Regions from separate parts of the Sus scrofa genome. Here all the other regions are linked to region 1. A link is a contact called in public HiChIP or PLAC-seq data. All regions are on one chromosome and are shown on one strand. Each heading gives the region's core, a stretch centred on a gene start, on an enhancer-like site or on the middle of the called end of the contact. The rest is flanking DNA. Distances are from core to core; before and after follow the strand shown. Region 1 overlaps LPP (lipoma-preferred partner). Region 2 overlaps LPP (lipoma-preferred partner). Region 3 has its middle 46 kb from the start of LPP. Region 4 has its middle 190 kb from the start of BCL6.

Region 1 (3,087 bases), core at 341-2,840:
AACTGATAAAGCCAAAAGTCTGACCAAACTGATCAAACATAACCAAACACAAACAACTGCAAAAGGCCATATGACAACCAAGACCCTTCCTCACCAGAGGGAATACATAAGACTACAGGTAAAGTGACATTTAATACTAAAAAAAGTTACCAAGCCTTGCTAAAGATGGCATGTAAATGACAAGTCACTGTCATCCACAAAAATAGAATGAACTAGTGTTTGCTCAAGTTTTGCTTCTTTTCTAAAATCCACAGTGTACTCTTCTTTAAATATTTACTTAGATTACCAAAATTTAAAAACAACCAACCACCCATTGCATGGTATTATCTAACACCAAGTACTATAAGCTTAAGGAAGTGGTTTTCAAACTGTCTGCACACTAGATTCACCTGGGAATCTTTATGTATGTATTCTGATTCAAGTGTTGCTAATGATTGACTCAGAGTGTTTATATTAATCTTTAAATCATGTTGCATTAGTCCCTAAATCTCCCTTGGCAATTAACCCAAGACCTGGCTCTTGGTCAATGTTTGCTGAATAAATGAATGATACTGAGGGACATGGCAGGTATTAACATCACCATTTTATTGATGGAAGATTTGAGAAGCTGAGATACTTTGCGACTTAAACATCAGATGTAGTTGATAGCCAACTAAACTTTAGGATTGTCCACTTAAACAACTGAGATTTAAATAACATTCTCCTATATTTTAGAGATGTTTCACTATCTTCTCTCTTTATATAAAAATCAGTGCCTTCCTAAAATTTCAAAACTGCTTCCTTAAGGGGGTATTAAAATGCTACACTGAGCTTCCCCTTATAGGTTACAGCTAATTATCCTTTTCTCCAACTTGGAACTCAGCTCAAAGATACCTGATCTTCTAAATTCAGACCTAGCTCCCAGTCTTAGCTATACCATGAGCTCACAGTACAACCTTTGCTCTCTCTGGGATCACAGTGTCCTCCTCTGAAAAAGATGTCATTAGGTTACTAGATAAACGCTAACAACAACTCTACTCAAAACTCATGAGTCTATGGAAGCTCCTGATTATATATATATAGCTAGAAACAAGTAAAAGTCAGCCAAATCATCTATAATTCTCCTCTTAGATCACCAGTGAGGAAGTACAGTCCTCTTTTTTTCCCCCTTCTTTTTTTGTCACTCATTGCCCTGACTCTTCAATCCTCCCTCTTGTGGGAGGGAACCTTAGATTGATCTCAGAGATTACCAAGGTATCAATCAAGATTTATTATGCACAAGTAAATAAGTACTTTAGGCAAACCTTTTCCAAGTGGTGTAGGTAAGTCCCTACCAGTGTAATTACGAAGCAAATATGCTGTGGCATGTGATGGAAGCGTGGGAAGACAACGTTCAAGAATAAGGCAGGCTGAAAATTGCACACAATTGTTAGTTGAACAGCAAATGTAATCACTCTTCCTCTGAAGCATCAGGTCAGATGAGAGCCGGAAGGGCAAACAGGATCTGCCATGGACTGAAAATGTCAATGCATTCACTCCACTTCTCTTTACAGGCAGCTTTGGCCCTGCACTGGCTAAGTGCCCCACTCTCTGCATGGACAGCTGGCATTACTCGGAAGGGGTGATGAGAGAACAACTCCACAGAAATGCCAAACCTTTATATAGACTATCTGAGAGACAGTTGGAAATACTGGAAAAAAAAAAAACACTAGACTGAAATGCAAAGGACTTGGGCATAATTTTCAGCTCAGCCACTCACCGGCTCTACCACTTTCGTCTTTTGAACTCTTGTGTCTTGAACCTCAGCATATCTCCCAGCGCATCTCCCTATCTGTAAACTGAAGATTAGATGCTGGCTACCATTCCTCCCAACTCTCATGTCCCGTGATTCCTCCTAAAAGTCCGCCAGCTGAGTAAGATGAAGTTCTTACAAAAACTGTCTTCACTCCTATGAGTCCCATTGACCAGGAATTGTAGAGTGAAGGGAGGTAGGCTAGGAATCAACACATTAAGGCCAACCTGCCTTGCACAGAGTAAGCGTGAATGCAAATCAATGCTAAAGGTGCCATCCCCATGCTGGCAACACAGGTGGTGGCAAGAAAAACCCAACTACATCTGCAGATCCCAGTAAACCAAGAAGAAAAAGAGAAGCATCAATCTATTCAAGTAAGTAATTGTCTCCCATAAAGAAGTGAGGCTGAATAGAGACATACTCCACATTGCACTGTCACTTCAGATTCAGAATGTCATTTGCAAATGAAACAATCAGCCCTGACAGGAAAACAATAGCACTGGAAGACCAGGCTGCAAGAGAAGGTAAAGGAGAGAATGGAAACAAACCAATTACTAACTCACTGGTTTTTATTTGCTACAAACGGGTGACAACAGCCAGGACAGGCCATTTGATGTCCAAGAAGTTATATGGAGTCTCAGGTGGCGAAATCTTAGGGAACAATTTGTTCTTTTTAACTTGAATATACAACAACCAAGATTTAGACAAGTTCAAGTGGCTTATGCAAGGTAATATAGCAGCTAGTACATACTGGAAATTGGATTCAAACCCAGTTATTCTGCTTCCAGAAAGTGTTTGCAGTGGAAAAGTTTCATTAAAGAATCAAGAAACTCTGTCGATTGTTGGATGATACTAGGAAGAGTAGGTAAACGGCAGAGAAAAGGACATAGACATTAAGAATTTCTCTTCCAAAAGAGTCAGTACCCACACCGCTGGAAGTGAGCATGGAAGTCAGGAGACCCCCGACCTCCCACTCTGGGTCACATTTAATGACAGTGGTTCTATTTGGCTAAGTGACCAAGAAAATATATACCCTCTCTGGACCTCAAATCCTCCAGCTCTAAAATAATAAGCATTAACAAGATGATCTCCAAAACCCTGCTTTCAACAACATGCTATGTTACAGACTGGTATAGCTGGTCTGTGGAATGTGCTGTGTTTATTTAAAAAAAAAAAAAAAAAAAAAAAAAAAGTTCTCCTAAGTAAGTTTCTTCTATGGCTCTGATTCTAACAGATTTTTTCTGTACAAGACCAAGAAAAGGGGTAATAACAGCGTGAGCCCATTGAGCTCAGTAAATCTATTTCTAAAGGTGGAA
Region 2 (2,739 bases), core at 41-2,540, 370 kb before region 1:
GGGTGGAGGGCAGTCAGAAACTGGGGTAGAGTGGAGGCTGTAGGTAACAGCTGAGAGCAGTGTGTAAGAATGTAGGCTGTGATTGGGGTCAAAGTTGGTCACAATTTATCACGATATCAATATTCCTGGCTCTGTGCTTTTCTCCTGCAATGTTCAACTGCTTTGGTGGGTGAGCAAAACACAAGTGGGTGGGCTCATTGAGATTACAGCCTTGCCAGGAGACAGTGACAGAAGAGAAAAGCAAAAGACTGAAGAAAGACGTTATGATGTAAATTCTTATGATATATTTATATAATCTATTTTCCAGAGGAGGTAAGGGATGATAAATGTCTTCAGAGTGAATCTCAGTAATAGTACAGCTAGCATTTATTAAACATCTATTAGGAGGCAGACACTGTGCTTGACACCTACCTGAACTCATTTAATCTTCCCAAGAGTCCAACACAGTAAGTACTATCAACCTCGTTTTATACACTTGCTTTAGAGAACTGAATAAATGTATAGAGTAATGGAGTCTGGGTTCAAATTGATTTCTCTTTGATTCAATGTCTGTATACTGCCTTGCAGCCTTCAATTCAGGTACATGGAAACTGAGCCAAGTGACAAGAATGGTCCTGAATGTCACGAGAAAGTGAGTTTGGATTTTTCATCTTGATATTTCCTGATGTGAATTTGCAATTGCATGGAAAAGCTAAGCACCCTTTAAATGCAAAAGGCATTGGCTGGTATTACCATATTATTTCCATCCAGGGCACATGGAAGACAGGATACACCATGTGGGCTGTTGGTGTAAGCATGCCCTGGGTTTATGGATAACTAGGTCCTTTTCCTGGGTTCCACTTTCATGCTGAAAAGACTGGTATAGGTCACAATCTCCACTCCCCTTTCCTTGACAGGAGTCCTTCTGCTGCTCCTTTCCTTCCAGTGGCCAGATGCTCCTGTTTAACACAGTGAGTCAGTCTCTTTGGATAGCTCTCAAGTGCCTACCTTCCTTTTAATGAAATACATATTGCTGAGGGCTGACTATGTTTCATGAATGGCAGCAGCCACTGTCTCAAAAATTTCTATTTAATTTTCACAAAACCTTGATAAGTACTGTTAAAGTGATTTTACATAATGAAGAAAGTGAAAACCTTGTTTACCTCTCTCTGAGAGTTCTATCCAGGACCAGTTTCACAGCCCTTTCCCCTAAAAGCTCTACAGCACTGTCAGAATCCAGAGAGCCTTCCAGCCTTTCTGGAGTCATGCTTTAAATATAACTTGAAAAAAAGGGATTGCTCAATCTCCTTTGGAAGGATGACCATTGCTTAACAGCTGGAAGTGTCTCCTCCATTACTGGAACTGGTTGCCCAGTACTGGGATTACTGGAAAGGGCTTTATGACTGGGACACTTAGTCAAATACGGGAAAATTTTTAGGAGCATTTCTGAAAGAAACAAATGGGTCCCCTTTGATAAAGATATGGATCCAGAAACAGAATGATGTGACGGAAGGCACCCAAGCAACACTGAGGTGGGATGGATGTGGAGCAATGGTGGTGAGCTCAGGGAGGCAGTGAGGACAAGGTTTAATCACTAGAAGGGAGAAACAGGTAGAAGCGGTGGACTTTTACCAAAAGCCTAGACCTCTATAGGACTCTGTCCAAGTGGCTGGAGAATCTGTCTGGAGACTAGGAACTCGGAGCTTGAGCTCTTTCTCTGACCTTACAGATGATGTGGGGACATCATTGACTTCACCAAAGCCTCCTTTCTCCCGCTTGTGCTTCTAGACTTGGATACAAAATAAGCCTGTTGCTGGGAACCCGTCAAGAGGTTTCATTTGCTGCCTAAGTTCTGGTCCTCACAGATACCCATTTCCACACCTACTGCAGATTCATTTTGGAGAAATAAATTGCAATGCTCCAAAGAAATACTGCTCTAATCCAGCTCCTAGAAATGCAAAGAATTGCTTTCAAATTTACCAAAAGTCCTTGAATTTGAAAAATACCTCTGACAAGGGTATAGAAATCAAAGCTCTCCCTTCCCTACAAAATTTAAAAATACCTTCTACCCCGGCAGAAATCAAGGATGTGATAAGCAACTAACAGATGCTCCAGTTTAAATGACAAAGTTTAGAGCCACAAAGTCTTACATTCAAATCCTCTAACCGGGGTTCCTGTTATTGCTCAGTAGTTAGTGAACCTGACTAGCATCCATGAGGTTGAGGGTTCAATTCCTGGCCTCCGCTCAGTGTGTTAAGGATCCGGCATTGCTGTGAGCTGTGGTGTAGGTCGCAGACACGGCTCAGATCCTGTGTTGCTGTGGCTCTGGCATAGGCCAGTGGCTACAGTTCCGATTGGACCCCTAGCCTGGGAACCTGCATATGCCGCAGGTGCGGCCCTAAAAAGACAGAAAGACCAAAAAAAAAAAAAAAAATTCCTCTAACCAGCTGTGTTTTTGGGCAAGCCCCTTATGCTTTCTGAGCCTTGATTTCCTATTAGACAATAACAACAAAATACAAACAACAACAACAAAAAACCCTGTACAACAAAGCTCACATTTACATTGGAAATGTTTTATAAACTGGAAAACATTAAATGTTATTATTATTATTGTTCCTTAATTCAAAACAACTAATGGACATCATCTATAGACCAAGACAGTGCTAACTGCTAAAGGTACAAAGAAGTAAGTTACACCTGGATGGAGGTGAAAAATTTCATAAATCTCGCTTCTGCTTAAAATAGGTAGAAGACAATAAA
Region 3 (2,907 bases), core at 164-2,663, 270 kb after region 1:
TGAGAGCATACTCAATACAACAACAATTATTTACACATTAACTAGCATGTTCTAGGAATTGTGCCAGTGGTGAATAAGATGCACACTTTGCCACTAAAGGGCTTAAATACTAGTCAAAAAAATAGATAATTGAGTAGTAAGTTAAGTATAGGAGGAAATATGGTATTATGGGACTTTGGAGAGCTATCAAAGGGATGCGAATGGGTGACACCTGGATAGGGGATTAGAAAAAATGATAAGTGAGCTGAATCAATCTCAGGATAGGCCTCTGTGTCCAATGCTCACTCATCTGTTTCTTTAGTCATCATTCAATGATTTACTTTTGTTCCTTCAAATAGCAGCCCTTTACTGGGTGTGTACTGCCAGACACTCTTAGGCAATCACTCTTTTATTCCTAATCCCCTTCGAAGAAAGAGTGGCCATTTGACAAGTTCTTGAGCCATTGAGGTGAAAAGAGTAAAAAGGTAAAAAGAGTAAAATTGCTGCAGGGGTCCAGAAATATTTTGACTCCCTGATATTGATACCGCAGTTTTTCTCTCCACCTTTATGTTCACTGAAATATGTATATGATGATTGTAGCTGCTGCCGCCAGAATGTAACCATGAGGAAAAGCGCAGGGAATTTCAACTTAATAGAATTGTGATGATTTTATGGTCCCTCTCAGCTAGCACCAGCAGTCATCTTCTTGTGTATATTTTGTGTGAGAAAAAGAAATTTCCATTTGTTTAAGTTGGTGTAGTTGGGTTTTCTGCTACTTGCAACTGATAGCATTCTTAACAAAGTTGGGCCTGTACTTTGGGCCTAGACTTTTTTTTTTTTTTTGTCTTTTTGCCTTTTCTAGGGCTGCTTCCCAAGGCATATGGAGGTTCCCAGGCTAGGGGTCTAATCAGACCAGAAGCTGCCGGCCTATGCCACAGCCACAGCAACGAGGAATCTGAGCCGCGTCTGCAAACTATACCACAGCTCACGGCAATGCCGGATCCTTAACACGCTGAGCAAGGCCAGGGATCGAACCTGCAACCTCACAGTTCCTAGTGTGATTCATTAACCACTGCGCCACGATGGGAACTCCTGGGCCTAGACTTTTGAATGGTGATCTCTTAATAAAGCTGTCTGTTGCAAACAGCCTGAAAAGGAGAGAGCCCACACTACAAAGGAGCAGGTGCTAACAGCCCTTCAGTTGTTCCACTTCAGTGAATGAGGCACGGAGATTTATAACGGGGAGGTTGGGACAAGAGTTATAGGTGTCTGGCCCCCTGTCTCAGCACCACCGTGTATTTCATTAATGAAGTGTGAGACCAGAACTCCATAAATTCACATAGTAGCAGAAGTGGGCTGCAGCTCCTCAGTGGAGTTATTCAGGGAGCCCAGCATCACTCTTTGCGTATTAGAGAAGTTCACAGCTGGTTAAAAATAGGCTTGGAGAGAAGTCGCTTTTAGACCACAGCTCATTTTGGATTTCTCTGGAATCCCATTCTGGGCCACAGTGTATTTCCTTTTTCCTTTCCTTTGAGTAAGAGCACCCAGGCGGTTCCGAGACAATAGATATAGGGTTATCTTTAGGTCTGCCGTGCACTGAAAGCAGAACTAGGGAGAAACAACAGTAACCCTTTAGGCACATGGAGTGTTACAGCTTTTTAATAAGTGCCCACATGGACCGAGCCTTCACATGGGTGAGGCTTTAAACTCCTCAAAACAACCCTCTGAGAAAAGTACCATCAAGAACCTCTTTCCTCTGATGAGAAACCTGAGGTTCAGAGTAGAAAAGCAACTTATTTAAGGTCACACAGCTAGTAAGCAGCAGGACCCGATGGGGCTTTCCACATCACATCATTTTGATCCTTAGAGCAGCCTTGTGAAGTAGGCAAGGTGGGGAGACGACCCCAGTTTACAGAGAGAAAGCAGGACCAGAGAAGTGAAATGATTTACCAAAGTCAATTTGCTCATGCACAATAAAATCAGGGCTTGAACTACACTGCTGATTTTTTTTTTTTTTTTTTTTTTAAGGGCTCCACCTGTGGCATATGGAAGTTCCCAGGCTAGGGTCAAGTTGAAGCTTCAGCTGCCAGCTCATGCCACATCCACAGCAACGTTGTTGGATCAGAGTGACATCCGAGAACTACACAGCAGCTCATGGCAATGCTGGATCCTTAACCCACTTGTTGAGGTCAGGGATTGAACCCATATCCTCACGGGTTCTTATCCCACTGAACCACAACGGGAACCCCCACACTCTGACCTAAAGTCCGAGAGCACTGTAGAAACTAAACATTCAGGTCCCTCAGTTCTGAAAGAAGAACAGTCTGAATTTTGTGGGGTTGACTTCTAAGGTTTAACTGCAGGCCCTGTATCAAGGAGCCAAATATTTCAGGGCTAATCTGATTTATTCAGAGTCTATGAGTGCTATGTTCCTCTCTAGTACATCTGTTGAATGATATTAGGTCCTGACATTTAAAATCCCAGTATAATATTGTTTCACTGTTAATGTAACAGTCCTTCAAATAGTGGGAGAAGAGTGAGCTGGAAGGAATAGATGTCTTAAATGTGGGACAGCCAATTTAGCTGATAAAATTAATATAATATACCTTTGAACATTTAAATTATCCTGCGACAAGGCAGCGAGAATTAACTTATAATGGGGATAGGGTAGGTACTGTACATGTGAACTTTTTTTTTTTTTTAAAAAAAGAAAAAACACACCTGAGTTTTGAAAAATAAAAGTGGTTTGCCCACATTTTCAAGCACAGTGGTAATCAAAAGAGCTCTATGGAGGTAATAATACCTTGTATTTAAATACTGCTTGTCTCTGAAGAGCTCACAGCATGCTATAATCATTTCCTTATTATGATTCTCAAAACTTCCTGGGTCAAAAAGTCACAAAGTTTAAACCTTAACCACCTGGCCTCA
Region 4 (2,756 bases), core at 248-2,747, 430 kb after region 1:
TCTCCCCAGTTTGTGGAATGCTGGCCAGTCCTGAGACAGGCAGCCCAGGGGTTGTTATTATTATACTCATTTCACAGACAGGGACGCAGAGACTCAGAGAGATTAAATGAATGGTCTGGAGTCACCCAGAGAAAAATGAAGGAACTGGGATTTAAACCCAGGCTCCAGGATGGCCAACCCTTCTGTGGGGTTAGTGATGTCTCTCGGGAGCTCTTGATCTGGTTTTTCTTGTGCTCCCCTGAGACCAGGGCCAGATTCGTTCTTGGAGAGCTGCAGCTAGGCTCTGGGGTGTCTTTTACTCTGAGAGGGGGCTATGACTCCCCCCTCAAATCCTACCCCCTCAGACTCTGGACTGTGCCTCCCTCAACCAACTTCCTGCCCCTGGCAGGTGCCAGCAAATCTGGGCCGGGCATTTTCTGTCTCACCTGCAACATTCACACTCCTTCCTTCTTGTTTCCCACCTCCAAGAGGTTGACCTTTGTGAAGACCAGTAGGTTCCCCTGCCCTCTGCCTTCTGGTTGGATTCAGCCTGGCACCGATTAGGTGGTGGGAGGGTGGGAGAAGGAGATGTGAGGATGGCTCCTTCCTAGCCCCCTACCTGCCTGCTGTAGCTTGGCAATGGTTGGGTGCATCCAAAGTGTCAGAAGCCACAGTTCCAGCTGGGCAGCCCCCTGCCAGCTCCCCAGCACTGCCTACTTTTCTGCTACATTCTGGTAATCTCTCCTTTTGCCCTTTCATCCCAAGGACCAGTAACAGCTCCAGGTTATTGTTAGCCTCAGGGTGCCTCCCTGTCTCTTGGTTTTCCTTGACCTTGGCTCAACCTTTATGAATTATACTTAAATTAATCTCTCTTTGGTCACCTTATTTTGAGTGTATCCTCTCCTTCCTCTTGGACCATTGATATCTACTGCCTCTTTCTTCCTTATATCTAGTCTTCCATTTCTTAAAAGCATGGATGATCCCGGCTTTTAACATGAAGTTCTGTTGGAGAAGGTTAAACTTCTTGCAGGGTTTAACCAAAAACCAAAACAAAGCTAAAGAAAAAGCAAAAGACTGGGTTTCCCAGGAATATGGGAAAGAGTACTGGGCTTGGACTTGGAAGCAGAAAACCCAAGTTTGCCACTTACTAGCTCTGCCCTGCTAGTCACTTGGCTCTTCCATTAAGTAGAGTAAGAATAGCTCTTTTGTCTTGTCTTTCTCATGAGCCTCTTGGGCAGATGAAATGAGGCCAGGCCAGTGGAAGTACTCTGAATGCTGAAGCATTTTCTGAGCATTAGGTGTTACTGTTGCTTTATCAGACATGGCATGTGGACAAAATCCTCAAAAGGCCATGTCTTGCATTTTCCAGTGCATTCAGATTCCCCTGTTGCCTCTGTGCCTCCTGGATTAGGAGACCTGGCATTTGTGGAATCCAAGATGAATGTCCAGGGGGTACTGGCCAAGCATGGGCCCACACGAACAGAGCTAAAAATACCTTTGACCTCAGTGGGAGCATCTCAGTCCTGAAGGGGATGGGCCTGGAAGGCAGAGTGTGAGGGGGAATGACTCCCATCATTCATCAGCTGGGGTGAGGGGAGGACAGGGACAAGGTGCTATCCTTTTCAAAGCCAGTGGGAACGGTGGCTTGATCTTTCTCTCTGTCTGTTAGTCTGTCTGTCTGTGAAGAAGATTAACCTGAACTTTTTGTACTTTTCCTGTTAGAGTGAAGGCCACACCTTAAAGCTCTTCCTCGTGGCCAAGCCTCTCAGGAATTTTCCCAGCCTGCCTTGTGGAGGTGACAGATACCTCCAGCCAGAAGGAGGTAAGGAGGTGATCCGAGGACTTTGGTGTGGAGTTAACTGCTGAAGCTGACTTCAAGCAGAGAAGGAGACACTAATCCAGGAGACTTGGTTTGATTTATTCAGGGATGGGGAGTGGGGAGACCCACTAGCTCTCAATCCTAAAGAGGAATGGTTTTCAAACAATAATCCTTAGAGCTCTAAATGGTTGCTATTTAAAATGTGGTCCATGGACCACCAGCATTGACAGCAACCAGGAGCTTGATAGAAATACAGACGTCTGATCCCACCACAGACCTCTAGATCTGAATCTGCCTTTTAACCAGATCCACTGTGGATTCACACGTGCATTAAAGTTTGAGAAGCACGGTTATAGGATCCCTGTGAAGTACCTGAGGGATAGGTGCTTTCCAGTTGTATAGATGGGGTCCCTTAAAAGATAACATTTGAAAAAGAAGCTCCATTTGTATTTAAAGAAAGAAGAAAAGGTGGGAATCAATGTGATCTTTCCCATTCTTTGGTAGAAGAGGAAATTCTGCGGCTGGTCTTTTTCCCTCTCTCCTTCTGAGGTCAGCCCCTGCCCAGCCTTTCCATTAGCTCCCCAGATGCCCAGCACAAGCCTGGCGTCGGCTGGATCCATAAATGAGGGGCCATGTTAGGTGACTAGTGGAAATTGGATTATATTTCCCAAGCTGCTTCTCAGCTCTGGGGTCTGGTCTTGACAGGACTGCCTGATGAGGCACTGAGGACTAAAAGGGAGCTTGCCGTGACCTGGGAGTTTAGGGCTTGGTGTGGGGGTTCTTTAAAAGGGAGGGCAGGAGGGTGGGGAGCTGTCTCCTATCCTCCTAGGTAGAATTAAGGAAGGATCTAGAGTTTGTTGTAAGAAGACCAGCCTGGCAGGAGCTGAGAAGAGAGAAGTCTACCTCCAGCTGGGATCTGGGCACAGCCCCATGGCGGCAGATTTTCAGGATTTCCAGA

The links. HiChIP or PLAC-seq counts read pairs in DNA pulled down with a chosen protein or histone mark.
Region 2: a contact with region 1 is called in an H3K27ac HiChIP or PLAC-seq map of skeletal muscle. The contact joins two enhancer-like sites. A contact is called at or near these places in 2 of 47 Hi-C or Micro-C datasets (fetal heart ventricle and skeletal muscle) and 2 of 2 datasets of contacts at active chromatin or transcription factors (alveolar macrophages and skeletal muscle).
Region 3: a contact with region 1 is called in an H3K27ac HiChIP or PLAC-seq map of skeletal muscle. The contact joins two enhancer-like sites. A contact is called at or near these places in 2 of 2 datasets of contacts at active chromatin or transcription factors (alveolar macrophages and skeletal muscle).
Region 4: an H3K27ac HiChIP or PLAC-seq map of skeletal muscle shows a contact between it and region 1. The contact joins two enhancer-like sites. A contact is called at or near these places in 2 of 2 datasets of contacts at active chromatin or transcription factors (alveolar macrophages and skeletal muscle).

The regions. Positions count from the first base shown.
Region 1 is chr13:126,004,039-126,007,125 of Sscrofa11.1, reverse strand. The region is part of intron 2 of LPP (lipoma-preferred partner); the gene reads right to left. Among named protein-coding and RNA genes, the nearest start is that of LPP, 220 kb to the right of the region's middle. Within about 2 kb of position 1,590, at least 3 of the 83 cell types and tissues checked have an H3K27ac peak or open chromatin away from gene starts, as enhancers often do. A contact at or near this core is called in skeletal muscle, where this site is marked.
Region 2 is chr13:126,377,587-126,380,325 of Sscrofa11.1, reverse strand. The region is part of intron 8 of LPP (lipoma-preferred partner); the gene reads right to left. Among named protein-coding and RNA genes, the nearest start is that of MIR28, 97 kb to the right of the region's middle. Within about 2 kb of position 1,290, at least 9 of the 83 cell types and tissues checked have an H3K27ac peak or open chromatin away from gene starts, as enhancers often do. A contact at or near this core is called in skeletal muscle, where this site is marked.
Region 3 is chr13:125,734,872-125,737,778 of Sscrofa11.1, reverse strand. No RefSeq gene overlaps it. Among named protein-coding and RNA genes, the nearest start is that of LPP, 46 kb to the left of the region's middle. Within about 2 kb of position 1,413, at least 5 of the 83 cell types and tissues checked have an H3K27ac peak or open chromatin away from gene starts, as enhancers often do. A contact at or near this core is called in skeletal muscle, where this site is marked.
Region 4 is chr13:125,579,207-125,581,962 of Sscrofa11.1, reverse strand. No RefSeq gene overlaps it. Among named protein-coding and RNA genes, the nearest start is that of BCL6, 190 kb to the right of the region's middle. Within about 2 kb of position 1,497, at least 3 of the 83 cell types and tissues checked have an H3K27ac peak or open chromatin away from gene starts, as enhancers often do. A contact at or near this core is called in skeletal muscle, where this site is marked.